2 separate regions of the Rattus norvegicus genome follow, and region 2 is linked to region 1. A link is a contact called in public Hi-C data. All regions are on one chromosome and are shown on one strand. Each heading gives the region's core, a stretch centred on a gene start, on an enhancer-like site or on the middle of the called end of the contact. The rest is flanking DNA. Distances are from core to core; before and after follow the strand shown. Region 1 holds the start of Ddx24 (DEAD-box helicase 24). Region 2 has its middle 22 kb from the start of Ifi27l2b.

Evidence for each region. Hi-C and Micro-C count contacts between places; a contact is called where the count stands out from the background.
Region 2: a Hi-C map of liver shows a contact between it and region 1, with 7 times the contacts expected there. The contact joins the enhancer-like site here to the promoter of Ddx24 in region 1. A contact is called at or near these places in 12 of 12 Hi-C or Micro-C datasets (the A7r5 cell line, the Rat2 cell line, Schwann cells and 7 more) and 1 of 1 datasets of contacts at active chromatin or transcription factors (oligodendrocytes).

Annotation. Positions count from the first base shown.
Region 1 is chr6:128,345,208-128,348,054 of GRCr8, reverse strand. Ddx24 (DEAD-box helicase 24) reads left to right here and starts at 1,340. Exons shown (of 9, transcript NM_199119.1): 1 at 1,340-1,385; 2 at 2,717-2,847. The coding sequence starts at 2,722.
Region 2 is chr6:128,385,861-128,388,707 of GRCr8, reverse strand. No RefSeq gene overlaps it. Among named protein-coding and RNA genes, the nearest start is that of Ifi27l2b, 22 kb to the right of the region's middle. Within about 2 kb of position 1,492, at least 26 of the 93 cell types and tissues checked have an H3K27ac peak or open chromatin away from gene starts, as enhancers often do. A contact at or near this core is called in hepatocytes and liver, where this site is marked.

The sequences.
Region 1 (2,847 bases), core at 91-2,590:
CGCAGGAGTCCTGTACCATGTTGGTGTCCATACAAATTAAGTACCATTTTTCTGCCCAGACTTACTAGACTTGACATTGTGATCTCTGGTTGTATCCACATTCTAGCAGAAGTTCTCAGTTTTGATTTTTTTTGGGGGGTGGAGGGGTTGAACAAATACTATTCTACTCTGCTTGAGCACCACATTCCCTGAATGAATCCACTCATTGGCTGATGGCTCTGTTCATTTCTTGGCTATCTTGAAGTGTTTGATGCATGCAGGACTGTGGGTCTCTTTTCGACAGACTTCACTTGTTTTGGATATATTCCTGGTCACAGGCATACATTCTGAGCAGATGGTAGTTCTAGTTTCTCACTCTTCAGGAATTTCCATGATGGCTGTACTTAGTTACATCCCACAACGATGTGCCAGGCTTCGTTCCCTGTCCCAACAGCCCCCTAGCCAACAGTCATGTCCGTCAGCACTGGTCAGCATTCTCACTGCAGTGAGGCCATGTCTACCTGTGGCTCTAGTTTCCATTATCCTATTGACTAGAGGCTCACTGAGCATCTTTTCTTGTACCTTTTGAGAAATGCTTATTTAGGTTTATTGCCCATTTTGTTAAAAGTGTCCTTTTGCTATCGATTTCTGAATGCTTTTTCCTGCCTAGTTAACCACATTCTGATGTGTAGTTTACAGGATTTCCTTCACTCTAAGGTCCCGGAATTTGCTCTCTAGACCAGACTGGCTTCGAACTTAAGTGATCTTCCTGCCTCCCAAGTGCTGGGACTAAAGGCATGTGCCATCACTATCTGGCTCCTATTCTGTTTTCTTATTCTTGTGTATCCTCATAGCCCTTAAGAAACTTGTTAATTTAATCTAATTAATGTTTAAGCCTATTTTGTCCGGGTCTAAAAGTTGCGTTTGAGACAGGCAGTTCCATCTTGACCAGTTCTGTGAGGTAGGAAGGCACTACCGAACCGGAGAACATGGCCCTTCAATACAGGCTTGGGTGGTTTGTAAATTAGATAAAGAAATGTTTTAAGGCTCCAGGTAGTCAGTTACTCAATAACATGCTATTGCACGCAAACCAGACCAAGATTACGCGGACACTTGCGCTCCCTAGTGTCGAGGAAACAGCTCCGAAACACTGCCAAGGCCATAAACAGGAAGCGTATCCTAGGCTACGCAGGGCACCCTAGCCCAGCCCTCCAGGTTCCGGCCCAAGTCCTGTGGGAGTGCCAATCAGATAGACGCTTCCGCACAAAGGCGGGACTTCCTTCTGCAACGCGCACGCGTGCAAGGAGCCCCGCCCCGGAACTGTGCTCCGGAACTGCAGTGCAGGAGCTGCTGCAGTTCCGGGTCGGGTTGGCGCAGGCGGTCTGGCGTGTGAGGATACTGCCGCGGTGAGTGTTCTTTGTGGATCCGGAGCTGGCAGGCCTTGGCTAGCTGCGGATGTCTCCCCATTGTCTCCGAAGCATAGTGACTCACAGGTGTCTCTACAGCCTTGGTTCCCGATGGCTCACGCCTTCTCTTAAGCATCAAGGCCCAGCAACCTCCCTTGAAGTCTCTATCGGCTATAGTGCCCGTGGGACTCTTGGAAGCGGTACAGGTCACTCCCAGCGCCCTATTTCTAGTGACGTTCCCGTTCTCTCGTCAAGGTGGGTCCGAGGTGCGGTGGGGGTCGGGGGTCGCTTTGCGTCCCATACCAGAGACTGCTGGGCGATCCTTGCCTGCGAGTCAACGTGCCTCCACACAGACGCCATGTTAAGTGATTTTTGATGTACGTCACTATTTCGTATTCTTCAATGACAACCCAGGTGGGATAAATATCTCATTATCCTCAAATTGTAGTTAAGGAAACTGAGGCACAGAGATGTTCAGCAAACACTCAGAGTTGGCAAGTCCAGGATCCAGATTTGAATCGAGTTTTACCTAATGCTCTCCACAATATTCTTTTTCATATAAAGAGGGCCAATGTGAAGCCACTTTCACTCAGATGAGTCATGCATAGAGTCATGCATAACTGCCTTCCAGACTTTAAAGACAGGGTCTTGTGTAGCCAAGGCTGGCTTTGAGCTCCTGATCTTCCTACTTCCGTTTCCGAGGGCTGGATACCCACTATATACGGTTTTACACAGTGCTGGGGCTGGAACCTAGACTTCCCGGGTTTTAACCTATCTGGCGAAGGCCAGAATAGAAATGGGACTTCTCTGGTTCTACTAGGGAAGAAAGCACAGTGCACTTGTTTTAAAAAAAAAAAAAAAACCACACTCTCTCAGACTCTTACTCCGTGTTCAAAATGACTTCTGTAGTAACTAACTGGTCAAGCATCAGCCTATCTCTTCTTACTTTCAATTATTTTGTGTACAGTTTAAAATTACATATTATTAGATAGTACCACACCCCTCTCATTTAAAAAGATTATAACACTAAATTCTGAGAGGAGTAGGGAGTGTGGTTGAAGGTTGCAACAAGTTAAGTGTTGGAGCTAGGATCAGAACCAGAGTTAGCTCATGTATCTTTTTACTCTGTTGCCTGCGTCCCATCTGTTCCAAGCCCAACTACCTATTCTGTGAGTGGGTTTCATTTTCTGCATGAGAACATCTTCTCTATGCAGGGTAAACCATCTTCATGTCCTCAACTGTTTGCAGGGTTGAGTACATTTTAGGAAAGTGTGTGTTGCCCTTGAACCTGTGCTCCACAGTCACTAACCCAAAAGAGCATTTCTTTTCAGCAACCATGAAGTTGAAGGAGACAAAATCGAAGCCCAAGTCAGCAAGCCGTGGCACATTTCAGAGGAAGGGCATCAAGGTTGTGGGGAAATGGAAGCAAGTGACGATCGACCCAAATCTGTTTGCAGATGGA
Region 2 (2,847 bases), core at 243-2,742, 41 kb before region 1:
ATGTTGAAAGTTGTGTTGCTAACAAAACTCAAAGACCCTATTATGTTTTCTTTGTGTAAGTGGGAGCAGCAAAACTCCCAAACCAAAAAGGTTTACTGGGGACAAACTTGCAGACTGTGTCACTAGAGTAGCAACCTAGCCAGGGATATATGTAAGTTTTTACAGAGATCCTTCCCTGGGGACTTCCGGGGCATGGAGGGGAGAGTTGGAGAGTGTTGACAGGACAGCCCTGGCCTTAGAGGAGATAAGGAGTCAGAGAGGGGAGGGAGGGAGGGAGTCAGGTGCTAAGGTCAGGGGAATCTCTCTACTGACTAGCAACCAGGCACTTTGTTTATACAAGTTCCCAGAACAAAGTCTTTTAATGAGCATAAAATATTAACACCATTTACTGTATGTTTTGTCGTGTATGCTACAAGCTAGGGAAAGTTTACTTTAGTCAATCTAACTTACTGAGTGTTACTTGTTCAGGAGTGTGCCCTGTACGTACGGACCCCTTATCTTTAAACTAAATTTATAGAGAGACCTTTAAACCTATAATAAAAAGAAACCTTGAATCCATTACCTATTCTCCGGGCCAGTTAGAGTTTGTCAATTGTCTGTTTACCCTGTGTCAATTATTCTGTTTGAGTTAGTTGGGGGGACAGGAGAGGACCCTGTTGTGATAGAATTGCAAATCTCAGCACACCAAGATAGACCACACCAGGCCAATGTAGTTCCTCATAAGAGAGGTTTATTGCGCACGGGGGTGGGGGTGGGGTGGGGAGGAGGGGTAATAGAGACAAAGGGGGGAAAGAGAGAGAAGAAAGGGTGAAGGTCATGAAGGGTCTGCCTTTTATTTAGGCTGTAATGTAACCACTCTCAGGTTTGGGAGGTAAACCAAATGGACGCTGGGAAGGTATGACCATTGCCATGGCAACAGAAGCACAGGTCCCTGTCGCCTGTGTCACCATGGCTGGGTTCAGAGGTGATCTGCAAGCCGGTTCCTGTTACCAACACACCCCACGCAGGTTTCTGGAGTAACAGCCTCCTCTAGGTATGTCCTTATTGGTGCTCAGTGACCTCCAGGGCACAAAGAAGACTTCCAAACAGTGGTCAGGAAGTCCCCAAGAACGCAACACGCAGAGACCAAACCCCCAAAGCTAGAGAATGAGGGACAGCTATGGTAGCAATCTGCTCAGCTTTGCCGGAACTGTCAAGCAGCAAGGCCGCCTCCACGACTCTACAGGACAATGTTTCCAGTGGGTCCGGTTGTCCCAGATCCTGAAAGCTGAAGGGCAGATGCCTTCCTCTCGGATTTGTTTTCCTGCCTTGGAGAGAACAGGGTCCCCGGGACGTGTCTGCTGCTGCAATCGGCCAGTTTATGCGTAGATATCCTTTTGCCTGTGGCAGATGATGACTTTTTAGAAAAACAAGGATTAGCTGATAAGAGTTCCCCTCACCCCCCAAGTCAGGGGATTTCCGAGAAACTCTGGCCTTAGGTTTCGGTTTCCCAGGACAACTCTGCAGCCGTTGCTAAGGTTACTTCCAGCTGTCTCCTCTTAAGGGCCTGCTTTGGGACCTTGGCTGTCCCTTTCTGTTTAGAACACACCCACTGACCTTAAGAACCAGAATTGTTTTGTACCAGGAAAGTGAACCAAGGGGCAGGGGGACCATGATTTGACCTGGACTTTGGACTACTTGCTAAGCAACAGTATAGACTGAAAGGAATTGACCCCATTGCTTCACTTGCTCCGAGAGAGAATCATATGGATATAAAAACTATCCCACGAGGGGAGTCTTGAGGCTGTGCTCCCTGGATGCTGGGTAGACACTCTCCTATACCCATGAGACCCTCCTCCTGGAGATATTCGTGTTCTACACAGAAGCAAAGATATCTTTCCAGAGGAGTGTCTGCAGACATCTTCATGGGGACTCTTTCCCTGACTGTTGGGGGGGAGGTGCAGTAAGACTTGAAATGAGTCTTAACTACTGGGAGACACCCCGCCCCCCAAGTGAGATATGAGAATGGAGTTCAATGCAAACGCAAGACGTTTACTTTTCCTGCTTGTCGGGGTCGACCTTCAATCAGCCCCTTGTGGCCAGTGACTAGAAGGTGACCCCGAATGGCTATAAGCAGTTTTTATACTTTTTAGGGGTACAGGTTACAACAGCAACCTGTTAAGTTTACAGTTTAAACTTATTGGCTAAGCATATTGACCTTTGGACCTATTGACTAGCAAGCATATGACATGCATTCGAGCTCTATCTGGGATCGGAGGGCCAGGTGACTATCAGTACACTCTGTAGTTTTTCAAAAATGTCCCTGCTCCTCCCAAGAGCTGTGGGTGGAGAATGGAACTTGGCCTAATCTTGACCTGAGGCAGTGGGTGTAAGGTTGGCAAAAGCCCTTAGAGTCCTTCACAGGAACCCCATAATCTACCTACTTTCTACCAGGCCAAGCTTCTTAATAGCTCTTACACTTCAGTAAGAACTAGGGTCCTTCAGTGCCAGAGTCCCTGTTGAGAAACAAGGCTATGACAAGGCCTCGTGGGAGGAGGTGGAGTTAGGTCAGCTAGGGAGCAAAGCCCTCAGAGGGCCATCTAGCTAGACATACTATCCCTATTGCCAAAGCCAAGTCCATGTCTTCACTGGTCAGAAAAAAAAAAACCCAAAACCAGAAAAACCCAAGGACAGGTTGTTGGGGCCAAGTATAAAGATTAGGAAAGCCAGCAAACCAAGACGGAGGCGATCACCACAGTAAAGACCATCTGAACCCAGAAACCTCCAGCTCCCCTCAGTAATCAGAAATGACCCCTGGGGACACTGGTGACCAGCAACCATACCCCAAACTTTCAGAGGTAGCATCTA